Linked DNA regions of Mus musculus: region 1 is linked to region 2. The links are chromatin contacts, called in public HiChIP or PLAC-seq maps. All regions are on one chromosome and are shown on one strand. Each heading gives the region's core, a stretch centred on a gene start, on an enhancer-like site or on the middle of the called end of the contact. The rest is flanking DNA. Distances are from core to core; before and after follow the strand shown.

Region 1 (4,213 bases), core at 1,548-4,047, 230 kb before region 2:
ATAACTTTAAAAATGTATGATGAGTGCCACTGAATTAAGACAGATGGGTTGATTTGTGTTATTCCTAAAATAACCGGCAAGTAGGTGTTTATCTCATTTTGCAACAGGACAAAATTGCTTTTGGAGTGATTCATTTGTGAGCCCAGCTAAGCTGCACTATTAATTTACTTTACTTCTGACTGGTGTATTTGCCTCAGTATTTATTGTGTTTCCCACTAGTATTGTCAAACCATGAGGCAGCTATGGCACCTCAACATTTGCATTTAGATTATGGGGTTACAGGTTCGAGTGGAGAGAGAGAGAGAGAGAGAGAGAGAGAGAGAGCATCCAGATAGACTTTGGAGTTTAAAGGAGGCATCTACCCATAGCCATTTCTGATGTTTTTTCCTTGAGTTCTGCATGTGCAATTCGGATGGTTATTCTAACATCTGGCATATTCTCCTGCCTCTAATCTCTTCCCATCCATCTGATCAGCCCCTCCTTCTTCAATACCATGCTCCAGTAAACTTTTTAACATGCAAAGTGGATTCTGATGGAGCTTCCCCCCCCCCCCCCTTTCTTTAAGCAAACTTGTATTTCTACACGTATCAGGCTTCACAAACACAAGCATCTAATTGTGGCTGACCCTATGGAGACCTGGAGAAAATGCTTCAAACCAATCCCGACAGAGCAATGCTATTCTTACCATACATGAGGGAAGACAGAGAGACTCAGGTCAAAGCAGGACATGAAAGTATTTCCCAGGCCAAACAAGTTGCATCGGTGTCCAGCCTTGACTCTGACTCATGGGTGATGTCATACATCTCTCCATTGCATCTCACGAAGATGTCCCATCTCTTTATTATGGATACACAGTTCTTCATAGTGAGGCTTTCTTTCTGTGCATATCTTTTACCATGGTATATGCTATCCACATCATTCTGTACTGCTATCACCTTGACTCAATTACTGTGAAAATCTTATGTAATGTGAGGTATGGCTGCCCAAGAGTCAAACATGGAGAGTAAGGTGGGAGGGAACACGAACTTTGGTGCGTAAGATGACTGGAAAGACCCTTGATGAGGTAATTACTTGGGCTTCATAGATTTTGGTGCACAAATTAGAAGCATCTAGTCACATTTGTAGCTTGGTACCATCAGGTAGTACATGTCCACCTTGGTTACTAGTTGAGAGGAGTCCTTCTGGATAGCTGCAACTTTCAGAGTGAGTAGAACAATCAATTCTTGCAGTCTCCAGATGGTTATCACCTGTTTTGTTGGCCCACTGTGGAGCAATCAGAACAGGGGGAATGTGTGTCTTATATGAAACCACCACCATTATCTCTGTCCTCTGCATGTGCTAATTTTGTATGCATACGAATGAGCACACTTGTGCTTCTATGCATACCCAGGAAAACACACACACACACACACACACACACACACACACACACACACACACACACACACACACACATACGCACATACACGCACACACACACACACACACACACACACACACACATTTACCAAAGATATTAGCCCTTTCCATTTGAAAGTTGAGACAGGTCAGAGAGCTAGATTATATTCTTAGCTCTATCTGAATTCACATTATTTCATGATATATTATCCTGAGTTCTTCTTGTACTGGTTTCTCAAATTCCAGCTGAGTAGTATTTAGCTCTGGGCTTTTGGAAGGGCTGTTCTTTCTGGTGGCTTCCATCTGGTTAATTCTCTAATCTATTAGGACTGGCTCCTTCCCATTTAACTGCCTTCTTGAAGTCTTGTCTAAGTCTGCATTGAGAATCAGATCTTTTTCCTCTTCAGACTTGTGATGCATCTGAACAGCAGAGCATACCTTTTAAGATTGCCACATTGTACAGTTAGGTCACAGGCTAGTTCCGAGTTGCTTAGGCACAGGAACCACACTCTCAAGTCTTTTCTTTCCCAGCATCTTGTGGTACGAAGTCCAGGCACATTTATTGAGTGATTGGATTAAGATTCAGTGTAGCAGGGTGTAAGCTAGTGTTGAAAATAGTGATAAGCAAGGACTCATGCTGTATCCTCTCGCTCTTTAATTAACTTATTTTTATTTAGAGCTGTGTAATGCCATTTTCATGCGAGTGTGCATAATGTACTTTGAGTATATTACCCTTTGTCCCCTGACTCTGCCCTCCTTTCCTGATCTTCCCTTCTTTTCCCAATAGCTTCCCCTTCCTCAGCAGACCGGTTAGCTACTAGCATGCACCGGAAACTTTTACCGCTAACACCTCGTGCCTAAAAATGAGAGAAAACATATATTTGTCTTGCTGAGGCTCGATGTGATTATCTCCATTTCTTTTCCCTCCTTTGTTGTGTTTGGACACAGATTCATAAACGTCCTTTCAAAAAAAATCTTTCTGCTAAATGTGAACTACACTGTACCATTTTTAAACCTAAGTCCTAAAAGTGAGAATAAAGGCATCATGAGTTCAGAGTACAGAAGGGGAGAGACAGACCCTGGAATATAGTGCAAGCAAGTAGCTGCAGAAAAGTTTTCCACACAAGAAACTAAACTTTACCTGGATGGAAGCATGTAAGTGTGGCTATCTGCTTCTCTCTGGCTGTCTCAGTCCCTGTGTGGGCTAAGAAGCTAGAACATCTTGGAACACCTTCCTCCCCACCCAACCCATCCATGAAATTATTCCAATACTTTGGTTTTTCTCTAAACTTCCTGGCCCAGAACAAAGTGCTCTAGGAGGGAGGCCTTTCTTGTTGCTTCCTGACTTGGCTTGAAGTCAGACAGAACAGAAGAACCTCACAAATAGGTCTGCCCTTGCCGGACAGCCAGCCAAATTGTGAGGACTTGCTATGCTGGTTGAAACTCAAGTCCTAAGCACAGTGCCACAGGGAGCCCAGACTTGCAGCGATCTTGCTACTCTCCCTAACCCCTGCCCTTCCTCTCTTTTCTCATGACTGTTCCACGTCTTTGAGTCAGCGTCAGATACACGCTCTTCCCAGGCACACTGTATTGGAGTCTTGCTAAAACAAAGTTCTCAGGAACAAAGGGAACTTGAGTTCAGGGTTAAGATGCTAAAATGAGATTGTTCTCACTGGCAGTAAATTGGTATGCCGCTCTCACCGCTGCCACAGATAAAATTAACCATGCGTTGCAGTCATTGCAATAGGTGGTGTCATCAAAGCTTATTTGTAATGAAAATATGATGTTTCAGACCTAAACTCAGGAGTATAATGGATGTAGGACCATATGGTCCCCTCCCACGCAGGGCTGTGGAGAGGAGATGCTATTTAAAATATATAGCTGTGGATGAGGCTGTGGTGTACTCTTCTCTTGTGTCATTCCGGGCTGTTCGGAAGGAGCAGAGGGCACAGGTGACTGTCCTGGCAGCGTAGCTGCTGGGGTTGAACTAGTATCGTCCGCATCTCTCACTCAGTGGTGCTTGTCCACACTCAGTGTTTCCTACAGATTCCATTTTCCCCATGGCTGTGTCCAGATAAGGCTCATTCTGAGACCTGTCACTGCCCACCAGCTCCTGAGGGCGGGCTTGGCTACTATCCTAACTTGTTGGAGAAACAGCACTAGAGGGAAGAAGTTTCCCTCCAATCTAGAGGTCCTTGTTTTTTTCTGGGCAGGATTTTCTTGGTCACAGCAAATCCCACAGGGACTGACTATTGGCATGTGACTGGAAGCCCTGGCATTTCAGATACACTGGGGTCCTAGTGATATAATGCTGACTTCTGCAGTCCTCTGGCCAGGAACATAGTCCCCTGCTCTTTGGGAATAAGGCAGAGTATACCAGAATGGTGACCTGTGTGCTCAATTCCTTCATGTGTGTTGTTGCAGGGAAGCTGAGCACAGAAGAGCCCGATGACCTAGTTTGACCCTGGCTTTGCTATATAGTTCACTCAGGTGGCTAGAATGGAATACCAAAGTCTGGGAGCAGCCAAAAAAAAAGTATCTCTTATCTTCTGGAGATGGAGACACCCAGAGCACAGTCATTTCTTCTTGCTGTGCCTTCTTGCTGTGTTCTTCCATGGTGAAAAAGAAGATCCGTCTCTCTCGGGTCTCTTTAATAGTAAGGAATCCCGTTCATGGGGCCTCTGGCCCTATAGCTGACAGGCTTCAAGAAAACTTAACTTGATGTGATTGTTACCGAAAAGAGGCTAGAATGAGGGGTTTCTAGAGTCAATTAACTGATGGCTGAGAGTGGGGGTGGGGTTAGAACCACTCTTAC
Region 2 (4,020 bases), core at 1,263-3,762:
AGAAACACAAGGGGAAGAGGGCAGCGTGTCTGTGTTCATCAGCCCTGTGCTCTCTCTAGCTTCACATACCCCTTTTTATGAAGGTAGAGGACAGAGTGGCTGTTTTAAGCAGATCATTAGCTTCATGGATGTGCTGGGTTAGTTTCTTTTCTTTTCTTTTCTTTTCTTTTTTTAAAGTAGAATTAGGTGGCAAAAAAAGAAAGAAAGAAAGAAAGAAAGAAAGAAATTATCTTTTCAAAGCAAAGAAAAAGAAAATCCTGCCACAATTCAGTGTGAGCAAGTTAAGATATCAAAACAATAATGCAGAGTTATCTAGTGCAAGCAACCATCTGTAAGAAGAGGTGTGCATGAGGTTTGAAAAAGTATGGTGGATGCCTAATGGATGACAAAGAGAAACCAAAGTATCAGTTACCATCAGGATGCCAGGATTGCTTGATAATGATGAATAAACATCGACTCTTTATAGCTAAGTGGCCAGCATTATTTCACAGTTGACTGTGTGGAAAGTAGAGCCCATGACCTTTGTCCTGAATTTTAATAGTTTACTGAAGTTTTACATTAAGTAAAAATCTAATTGGCAAGAAAAATTAGTGTTTCTTTGTGGGAGTACAGAGTAAGGCTACTAATTGCATGTAGAAAATGATCCCAGGGTTGTCTCTCTCTCTCTCTGAATTAGAAAATTAAATGAATAATACCTTTCTGATGTTTGGAAGAGGACAGTTGTAGCAGTGAAGTATATTCACCTAATTTAGAATGTCAAAGCTGTTGGCCATCTTGTTCTGTTCACTTATTGACAAACTGTCGATTTCATTACCATATTCCCTGTCTACTAGTTGTGGACATCCAAGCAAACAGACCCCTTATACGGGGTCTGAAGCAAACAGCAAGCTTGTGGGCTTTGTGTGTGTGTGTGTGTGTGTGTGTGTGTGTGTGTGTGTGTGTGTGTGTGCACGCTCGCTGCATTTCTTTCTTTCACTTTACTGTATTAGTAACTGACTATATAAAGTCAGACTGAGAGAAGTCACCAATGTTTTCCTTCTAAGGGGAGAGAAAATAAAGAGCACATTAAATTAACCTCAGTGGAATAGGAGTTTAAATGAATGGTGCTTTATAAATTATATTTAGATGCATAGGGACTTTTTTCTTCTTCTAAATTACTGTCAAGTAAAGGAAATGAGCTGGTTTTTGAGTCTGTGGGGTTTGAGGTATTGTGAAAATATGTTTTCAAAGGTCCCCTGTGCATTTCTCACTGGGCCTGGAAGGGTTAAGTCTGAGCACCCAAGTGTTATGGAAAGTGCTGAGAGTTGGTTATGTCCTCTGTCTGTAATGTCACAGGAAAAACAGTGGCACCTGCATTACCCCTCATTGACTCAGGAACGACAAAAAAGTATTAGTAAGCAAAGCTCAAGAAATGAGTATCTCTGCTGATACCATTTCAGTGTTTTTCCTTCATTCCCTGGACATTCTTGATTTCAAAAACAAACTGTACAGCCCAAGGCACTAGGGTTGGAGTCCAATGTTTATTCAAAAAGGCACCCTGAAGCCATGAGGAAGACTGTGCTACATATGAGAAAAGAAATAAGGGGTGGGGGCAGGTGAGTAGCTAAGCTGTTTCAGGGATGGCAGCAGCAATTGTATTTTCTAGCATTTGTTTTCTGGGAGCCTATGAGATCCACGGAAAGAATCATGAGGGGGAACCCAAGAGTCTAGGGTGTTGTGGCTTGCTTGCTTTACAAGGAGCAAGGCAAACTGCAGTAACAGTTTAGGAGACTGCATTCTCTACTGCCAAGGAGACAGCTGATTTGGGGTAGAGAAATTTGTTTAGACCTAAACAAATGTGGCGGTTTTGTTGACTAAACATGGAAAGAAAGAAAGAAAGAAAGAAAGAAAGAAAGAAAGAAAGAAAGAAAGAAAGAAACAAAGAAAGAAAGAAAGAAAGGAAGGAAGGAAGGAAGAAAGGAAGAAAGGAAGGAAGGAAGGAAGGAAAGAAAGGAGAGAGAGAAAGAAAATCGGGGGTGTTGCCTTCAAACACTCCTCTAATAGGGAGGGAAAAAAAAGAATCTCATGAAAATGTATCACATGAGGAGCGCTTGCTTCAGTTCCAAGCTGAGTCTGGGGCTACTTGGAAACCATTTCTTAAAGCACACACATTTTAGGCAAGGGTGTAGTTACTGTGTCAGTAACAGGGGATCTTTGCTATTTGCCTGTTTTGGATGGAAAATAAATTTAAAAAAAAAAGATTGCAGGAGATTTGAGTTATTATGTGAGCAGGGCTCCGGTTTAGAGTTGGTGGCATTCAAAGCTGGCTTCAGTCACAGTGTGATGCTTGAAGCCTCCCAAAGGCCAAGTGTTTCCTTTTCTTTCTTCTATTTTTTTTTTCCTCTCTCTCTAAGCGTTACTTCACTGAGGCAGAGGGCTGCCTTGGAGTGACGTCAGGAGTTTGTGCAGCAAGCTTGCACAGGAGAAGGGAGGCTGGGTGAGTGACAGCCCAGCCTACTTTTTAATAGCTTTGTCATGTGACTGGGGACTGTAGTAAGACAGGTGCCTTCAGTTCACTCTCAGTAAGGGGCTGGTTGCCTGCATGAGTGTGTGCTGTGTGTCAGAGTGGATTGGAGTTGAAAAAGCTTGACTGGCGTCATTCGGGAGCTGGATGGCTTGGGACATGTGCAGCCAAGACTCTGTATGGAGTGACATAGAGGTGAGCTGGGGCTGAGTATTGCAGGACCGGAGCTTCTCTCAGATGCAATGATTCCTGGAGGGGGGGGGGGATGGGCTAGGGGAGAGGAGGGGACATAGAAAGTGGCTCAGCGGGAGCTTTTGGAGGGGGAAATCTCCATCTTATCTTAACTCCAATAAGTTTGCTATTTTAAGGTGGCTCGGAGATGCCTTGAGCAAATCAAAGCTTAGCTGCTGTCATCAGTATCTGTAGCAGTTAGAAACTCTTTCCATGTGCCTTTGGCTCTGTTTCTACTCATATGCAATATTTATGCTCTAAGATATTGATATGAATCAGGAGCTGAAGTCTTTCCAGTGTTCAGTGGCCTGCTTGGAAAAATGCCATTTCTATTTATAAGAAAATGAAGATAAACATTAAAATGAATTGTGTTAAAAAGAGAGTCCGTTTTGACTCTCGTCAGGATTTATCTTTTCCGCCCTCCTCTCTCTGTTCATTAAACAGAGAATTTACAAGACCCTAAATATTCCTGCTGGGTCTGAGTTAGGTTGCTTTTCCCACAGAACACAAAACGACAGTGCTGTTTCCTTTAAAACACTTGTGTGCGGCTGAAAGGGTTGGCTAGCGAGTTAAAAAAAAAAAAAAAAATCCCAGCCTTAAGAGACCAAAGCTTTCTGTTTGCTTCTGTGGCGAGAAACCGAACGGTTAAATCTCTCTACCACGGAGAGCTGCCTGAAGCCGGGAGAGAATGGAGTTTATGCAGACCGTGTGTGGAGCAGCTCACTGCTTGTGTAAAAATAGACCGCAATACATCAATTCCACAGTCTCTGCTGGCTACAATTCATACAGGGGAGGAAAAAACACAAGCAGTTTCCCCGTAATCTCTGGAGTCTAGCTGGGGCCAGAGGACTTCAGCGTGTTTGCATTCAGTACAATGGAATGTTCTCGGGGAAAGTTTGAGCAAGTTGGAAAACAAGTGAAACTTTTGTGGACTCTGGTGAGATGGACCCGAATTGAATTGCGCGGAGGATCGGAGCTGCTAACTAACAATGGTGCTTCCTCCCGGTAGCGGGGGCACGTAGGGTAAGGGGGAGGGTCAAGTGCCACACGTGATTTGATTAAATAAGATGTCCGTGTGGTGCAGTGATACACATCTAAAGTGAAAATGATTTGGCGAGGCCGCCTGCGAATGCATTTTTCCTATCTAGCCAGGCGTGCCCTGGGTCCTTAACTCTTTGCTGGGTCTGCAGATGTTGGCTCCGTTTGCTTTCCCTAGGCTTTGGCAGATCGGATTTGCAGGTTATAATTATTGTTATCTTGTGATTTCTTGGCAAGGCAGAATAGAT

What was found. HiChIP or PLAC-seq counts read pairs in DNA pulled down with a chosen protein or histone mark.
Region 1: a contact with region 2 is called in an H3K27ac HiChIP or PLAC-seq map of neural progenitor cells, with 5 times the contacts expected there. The contact joins the enhancer-like site here to the promoter of Ppargc1a in region 2. A contact is called at or near these places in 2 of 484 Hi-C or Micro-C datasets (cerebral cortex and nephron progenitors) and 5 of 115 datasets of contacts at active chromatin or transcription factors (PVALB interneurons, astrocytes, neural progenitor cells and 1 more).

The regions. Positions count from the first base shown.
Region 1 is chr5:51,782,330-51,786,542 of GRCm38.p6, reverse strand. It overlaps a transcript of Ppargc1a not described here. Among named protein-coding and RNA genes, the nearest start is that of Ppargc1a, 230 kb to the right of the region's middle. Within about 2 kb of position 2,797, at least 20 of the 459 cell types and tissues checked have an H3K27ac peak or open chromatin away from gene starts, as enhancers often do. A contact at or near this core is called in cerebral cortex and neural progenitor cells, where this site is marked.
Region 2 is chr5:51,552,413-51,556,432 of GRCm38.p6, reverse strand. It overlaps Ppargc1a (peroxisome proliferative activated receptor, gamma, coactivator 1 alpha), which reads left to right and starts at 2,512. Exons shown (of 13, transcript NM_008904.2): 1 at 2,512-2,698. The coding sequence starts at 2,651.